Linked DNA regions of Bicyclus anynana: region 1 is linked to region 2. Evidence: chromatin contacts called from public Hi-C data. All regions are on one chromosome and are shown on one strand. The core of a region is the stretch at or near the end of the contact, and the rest is flanking DNA. Distances in the headings are between cores, read along the strand shown. Region 1 holds the start of LOC112047020. Region 2 overlaps LOC112047020.

Evidence for each region. A called contact is a pair of places that touch in the nucleus more often than the background predicts.
Region 1: a contact with region 2 is called in a Hi-C map of whole body, with 3 times the contacts expected there. The contact joins the promoter of LOC112047020 here to the enhancer-like site in region 2. A contact is called at or near these places in 2 of 2 Hi-C or Micro-C datasets (whole body and whole larva).

Annotation. Positions count from the first base shown.
Region 1 is chr25:10,795,481-10,798,996 of ilBicAnyn1.1, forward strand. It overlaps LOC112047020, which reads right to left and starts at 1,486. Exons shown (of 11, transcript XM_052889402.1): 1 at 872-1,486. The coding sequence starts at 906.
Region 2 is chr25:10,719,937-10,723,551 of ilBicAnyn1.1, forward strand. LOC112047020 reads right to left here. Exons shown (of 11, transcript XM_052889402.1): 4 at 801-951; 5 at 1-72. Among protein-coding and RNA genes, the nearest start is that of LOC112047001, 20 kb to the left of the region's middle. Within about 2 kb of position 2,090, at least 8 of the 8 cell types and tissues checked have open chromatin away from gene starts, as enhancers often do.

The DNA.
Region 1 (3,516 bases), core at 236-2,735, 75 kb after region 2:
GTGTGTTGGTTTTATGTAAATGGAAGTTTCAGAAAGCTTCTAGAGTATTAAATTGAGTGGCAAACAGCCATAATTGCAGTTGTATCCTTGAATTATTATGGAATGCACTTATACACACTACTTGCTTACACACACACAGACACACTCCCTGTCATACCTTAGCAAACAACACCAGACCATCCCAGCAGAGCTATGGTGGACTGCTCATCGTGCTGACTAAGACTAGATCATTACCAGGGAGCTTGCAGCTGCTGCATTGCACAGCTGCGCGGCCAGGGGGTCCTGGGGCAGCCTCTCACGACACTACACACATTGTGGTGGTCACTGTACACTGGGCCCCGAGGATCGATCCCGCGCCGGGCGCGCTACCATCGTCAGTTCGCACAAATCACGACCTAACCTCAAAATGCACACTGCGAGTGATAGATCGCGAAACACAGATGTTCGAGAGGCGCAATCCCCGAGTGGACGTAAACACTGCTTGGACAAAGAACGCGCTGCGCTCGGGCGCTTTGTTCGCGCACGTCGCCAGCCTGCGCTGCACCGTGGCGAGTGCGTGTCGCGGAGCGCCAGGCGAGCGCCGTGCGATGCGCTCGCACGTCGGTCACGCTCGGCCGCCGCGCCGCTGATCGCTATCGGCCCTGCCACCCGCCCTGCCGCGAGACGGCCGTGTCCTCGCCTCGCGTTCGCGGACGGCTCGATCGCCGAAATGGCGCAACGGCGCGAGGGCCGTGACGCCGTCGGGAGAGAATGTCGACGTTCCGAGCCGAGTGCGAGCGCACCGTTTCGCAACGAGCTCGCGGGGACCGAAATAATCCACGGCGGGCGCTAGGGAGCGGGCCCTCGGGCGCGCGCTGGCGGAGATACTCACGGCCTGTCCGGTCGCAGCGGGTCGGCGGCGTCCATGGCGCGCCCGGGCCCTGGCCGCGGCCGGGCTGCGGCCGTCGGCCGAGCGACGCGATTCCGATCTCACTCGGAGCACGCTGAGATACACTGTCGCACCATCTCGACGACACTACACTTCACCTACACCCTACACTTGTACCGCGACGTTTTAATTCGCGTATAAACACTCCGCGAACGGTGTTTTGTTACATCCGTTGACTTTTCTTTGAAAAATCAATATACATTTTCCCAGAGTTAGATAGGACGAGTCGATGTCCAGCGCAGGTTATGTGCGTGAAGTTTGCAAGCTTTTTTAGCGCACCGGTGTTACCATAATTTTTTTGCCCATTTTTTTTGTTCAGTGTTGTGATTTTTTTTTTACTGATTTGTGATGCACTTCGGATCGGTCTGCGCAGCGTTGGGTCTCTCGTAATGCTCGCATGCGCGCTGTGGTGGCGCTCTGGTCGTGATTGTAACGGCGGGCAAATATGAATTGTAACATTTCCTTAGCTGTTAGTGTTGTAATGTCATACTTGTAGATATGGTAAAAATAATAAATTACTAACATTATATTATATTGTAAATTAAACTGCACACGTTTTCTGTACAACAATTTTATTAAGTATAGTTCATAAATATTACAAAACTATAATATAAAATTTAATTTCCAAATAGTTTCTATAAAATTAGTACACAAAATATGACATAGTTAATTTGCTTCGCGACCGATGAAATTGCGATTCAGGGTTAAGTTGGAGGAGTTGAATCTCACTTTAAGCATAAAAAGTGAAGAGATCACACCTCCACTTAATCCTTAACGCTAATAAGGTATCTTCTCGTCGCCGAATGCGTTGGTTCCCGAGCGTCGAGCGGATGTCGAAGGAGGTTCCACGCGTGAGCTGGAAAGATAGATCTGGCAGCAATAGTTATCAAACTGTCAAGATCCCCTGTCCAACTCAGACGTGAAGCCTGTCGCGTCGTCTCGATGTCCCGCCGGCTCGTACCTCCTCAGGTCTGAAATGTAAAGGGATATATCAGAGCAGTGGAGCGAGCGCGCGGCCCGTGCCCCGCAGCGTCTGTGCGCGCTATCAGCACTCGAAAAGGTGCGGCGACGTGATAAGAGCACGGCTTTTCCCCCTCGCGTCAGCGACCCTGCGCCGCTCCGTGTCAAATGTATTCGCTATTTCTTTATTGAATCAATACGAGGATAATTCTACATAATAACAATGCCAGCCGACCGCATGGGATAAGCGAACACATGTGCCATTGGACCACCATATGTCGTTACGTAAGCGTCGGTTAACACGTTACCCGCCACAGTGACACTCGAAAATACCTAACACGATTGTTAGCATTCAGATGTACGCAATACGCATCACTTTAAAAAAAATATGACATACTTAGTACCGACAATTTTTAACACTGAAGTATATACGGCGGAAAAGTACCACGTCAGCAAATGATAAAGTTATATTTGTAATAGAAATTGATCGGTATCCGCGATTCAAATCACTAGGAAGAGAAAACGGTCGCTGAGCACCCGAATTACCAACTGTAGACCTGGACTCCGGGCTAGGGTACTGTAGATATGCAAGTCAACGTTAATCACAGCGCAAACTTCGATAGAGGCCCGATCGATCGATGGTCCCATATTTATACACTCGATCATATCTTCAGATACGATATCAGGCCGGCGGCGAGAGGTACGAATGTCCACCATGATTGTGATAAGATTCGAAGCACCGGGAATCGATTGGTCCTCGCGGGCCGTATCGGGCGCGCAAACACTTCACTCCGCCAATCGGCTACGTATCACCGATAAGAGAACTCCGACGAGGCGCGTAGGGCTCCGCTGGCGGCCCGCCGCCGCGGCGCGCTATCTCCTAGCGACTGCTCCACTACAATGGATGAATGTTTGCTATAGAAATACACCTTTATTACGTTATATCTCGGCGGCAATAGATAATTTCACTATTTTCTCATTCGCGTGCACATTTTCAGCTGATTTATGGATATTATGATTTAATTGTGTTTGATAAACGAGTAGGTAGGTACGTCTCTTATGTAGGCTACTATCACCCGTCGCGTTAGCGTCGAGAGTTGAGTTTCAAACTACTAAGAGAGTCACTGAAATAATTGAAAAGTAAAAGAAAATTTTCAGGATTACTGAAACATAAACATACCTAGCTGGCAGTAAGTAGTACTTACAAAAAACAAAAGGATTATAGCGATAACGCATGTACTTACATACTTATCACATATCGACGTCTTATCGATATTCTGCCTCAACCATATACCTATTTCAACATGTAGTACCAACCTTCAATAGGTACATTATCGAAGCCATTTGGAATCATCTATTAAAATCCTGGTTTATCTAAATAATTTAATATTTAACAGGTCAACGTGAATTGCAATAATCAAAACAATTGTAAAATTAAAATATTAATAAGATTATTATACTTAATTACTTTATAATCGTGGCACTAATTCTGATACACAAAATGTGTTAGCTAGAATAAATGTACGTGATAGTACGTGGAAGAATTTCGACATGGCAGATAAGGTGGCAAAAGGCGCATATCAAACGGTGTCATTTGATAAGACATGAGGTGTGTGCTTTCTGGAACA
Region 2 (3,615 bases), core at 840-3,339:
CCAGAAGTGGTTCCCGGGGCCCGCGTAGTGGTGGCCCTTGTACGCCGCGAACAGTCCCGGGTTGATGCCGATCTGAAACGAGAAAAAGCCAAAGTCAAATGTCGTCTCAAAGGGTCCTCTTAAATCTATGCCCGTGTCACTAACACTTGGTCTGGGTACTGGGGTACGTCCTGAGGTTTTCTCTCTCAACTCAACTACCGAAGGTGATTTATGTTTTTTGCAGGGACGTAGCCACCACCGTATCAGTCGCATCAATAATACGGGTCCCTGGGCTACAGGGTCCACTTAAGTGTGAAAGCAAAAATTAGTAACATCTAACCCACAACCTGACGTAATTTTGGTGCTTATTGACCCCCTAACTAATTTTGATACAGAGCCCCATCAGTCCAAGGCCACTGTTTGTAACTCAAAACCCTTGAAGAAGATCCGGTAAGTAATTGCGACGCGATTCCATCTTGGGATTGCATTGCTTAGATTTGTATTCTCTCAATTTTACGAGTTTTAATTTGATCTCAAAGCAAAATGGACATAATGTTCCTCGTCTTAAAAACGTAATTTCTGCATTTTACAAGACAGGATCGAGATGGAAGTGAAGTCTATTTGCCTGTGACGGCGTGTAAAGCTCTCCCTATCTTGAGTCTATCAAGTATCGAATCTCCATGCAGTCAAAGCAAAATGGACCGAACATTCCTCATTTCAAGGTCATATTTTGCTCAGCGGTAGGCAGGTCAGGCCCGGTCCATGTGGCTGTGACGCGCGGGGGTCGGGAGGGTATCGGCGGAGCAGCTGATCGTACTCACAATGATGATGTCCAGGTTCTCGGCCAGGTGGTCGGGCAGCGTGCGGCGCGACACCTCCTCCTCGCTCATGCCGTTGAAGCGGTCGTGCTTCTTGCGCTCCTTCACGGGCCGCGGCGCGCCGTCCATCAGGCCCTCCACCTTGATCTCCATGCTGAAGACACAGGGGATGCCATATTATTATACGGACTTTTTTATATTAATAACAAGTAAATGACACTGCAGAGGTTGACTATTGTGTCGCCAATGTTTGTGGTTCTATTTATTTGTCTTGACTGGCTTGATCTTGGAAGCAGTGAATATACGTCACTGCTTCAATTTCATGCCGTTGTAGTGTAATTCAGTTATAATAGTAAAGTATGAGACGTCAGGATGGACGAGCTGGTAGAAGAGTTTTTAACAATGACCCTCTTGACTATCAAAGATGATAGTCAAGAGGGTCGCCCGAGGATTTAGAGTGTCTACAAAGGAACTTTTAAACCATCACCTAGAGTCCGCACTGTCTCTGCTATTGTATTTGTTTTTGTAGGCATAGTTTACAAGCTCTTTTGAAACGTCAAGTTTGACTATTTGTAAAGACTACCGCCGGTATGGAAGGCAGGTAAAGTAGTTATGATAGCTGATAAATAAAGTGTCTCACGTTGCTGCTATAGAACGAGACGCTATGCCATGTCTATGGTCTTAAAGTTAAACTAAATACTAAATAGGCACTCATTGTAATAAATCCCGCACAGTGGGACATTAATTATGTTGATGATGACTTATATGGATTTGAAATATTGTTAGAGTTACGCCAAAATTAGCATATTGAGCAATTAGATTGAGTTTTTTATGGACTTTAAAAAAACTACTCTTGATAAATAGTAGGAAGAATTATTAATTAGGTCCTACCTAATTACTACTTATAAGTTTTTGTTAACTATTCAGCAATCAAAGACAATCAAAGTCATCATAAACTATCTGAGATCTAACTATCTCACGCATTTACCCAGTTCTGGGTAAGCGGAATAAAAGGAAGCGTATTTTATTCAGCCACGAAAGAACGGAGAGGGTACGAGTAGATAGTCTTTTGGTGTCAGAGGATGTACATATATGTCCTAACCTCCAAGTAGGCACATCCAAAGATGTCCGCAAACAGTGAAAATTGTTTGTAATGTTACTTTTCTTTTATTGTCCTGACTTGAGTTACTGCAATTGCATTATAAGCACAAGCACTCGATTCTCTTATCATAGTACAGATTAGCGGTGTCGGCGCCTTCGTACATATAACTCCGTCTGGCACACAGTCTCACTAGATGGCGCTGCGTGTGTCGTACGAACAAACCGCATACGTTCGTACACTGCGAAGCGCATCGGGTAGGTACCTATTCGGCGCGAGGTGCGCAGATTCCAAAATATGATAATTTTTTGCTTTCGAGAGCTCGTGCGCGGTTGCGTCAGTGCCCGTGCTCAGTGCGAGGAGCAGCATTTGCATGCTAATCGCTGCACGCGCCATTGCCGCCTCACTGCTTGTAGTGGAATGGCAAAAAATTTATTGCTTAATTATGTGTTTCTGTGAACTCATGGTCTTTGTATGACCTCGACCATGGAATACATAGTTATTTTTTTTTTATATTAGGAGTTGTTGCAACAAATGGTCCATGTGATGTTAGGTAAGAATCAGCTAGGGCTAATTACCACCCTGCTAACCAAGATGTACCTCCAAGCGATCTGGCGTTCCGGTACGATCCCGCGTAGAACTAGTAGAATTATTTCATTTTCAACTTTCTGCTGGCCTGTTTTTTTATCAACCGATTAAAATAAACAACAAATCAAATTGAGAAATGTCATCTACCTATTGTATCATATCCACCGGTAAGCACCGGATGACATTTGTTGCATAGACTCTCAATTTCATATAGATATCAACTAGCATACGGCAAAGATAGTGCTAGTATAAGCCTGGGTCACCGCGTCCATCCAACTTAGTTTAACACCAAACTTTTAATAATCGTTATTGTATAAAGACTATTGAATTCTGAATGAAATGCGTGATTATTATTTTCTTTATATTAATTCAGTATGTAAAATTAAAACTTTCTTCCATAAAACAACTGACTTATAACTTTTTGGAAGTCGATTAATAATTTACCGGTTCACGGATAATAGCGAATACATACAACAGAATTTCGCATTTATAAGACTTTTTATCATTAAAAAAATTACCATAACAAACAAAAGACCGCGTTCAGAGCGATCGTTGTGTTCCGTCGACACAGGAGCTAACGAACCTACACGAGCGACCCAGTTCACGAGCTGCCCCTCTAGCCAAGTGGCACGTCGATTCTCTTTCTACGATCGCTAACGCTTCGAAAACTAGAAAGATGTATGGAAACGACAGATCTTGATCACGTGACCTGTCGATAGCAAATGACATTCCCATACATCTTTCTAGTTTTCGAAGAAGAAGCGTTGGCTTGGCTGAGCTGTTATGGCCAATACTAAAGGCAGTTTTTAGGGCTCCGTAGTCCACAAGGAACCCTTATAGTTTCGCCATGTCTGTCCGTCTGTCTGTCCGCGGTTTAGCGCAGACTCTACTACTAGGTACAAGAAAGCTAAAATTTGATATGTGTACGTATATTAATTTTGTCTATAAAGTGGTAGAACGACATTTTGAAAAAAAAAATATTGCGGTCCCTTTCCTACATGCAAAGTGAGTATGATTTTTTCTCTCCCATAGTGTGGGAGCATCGTTATCAATATTTTTGTGCATTAAATAAGGGTTTAAAGTGCTAATTTAATCCACGGAACCCTACACTGCGCGTGGTCGGACACGCAC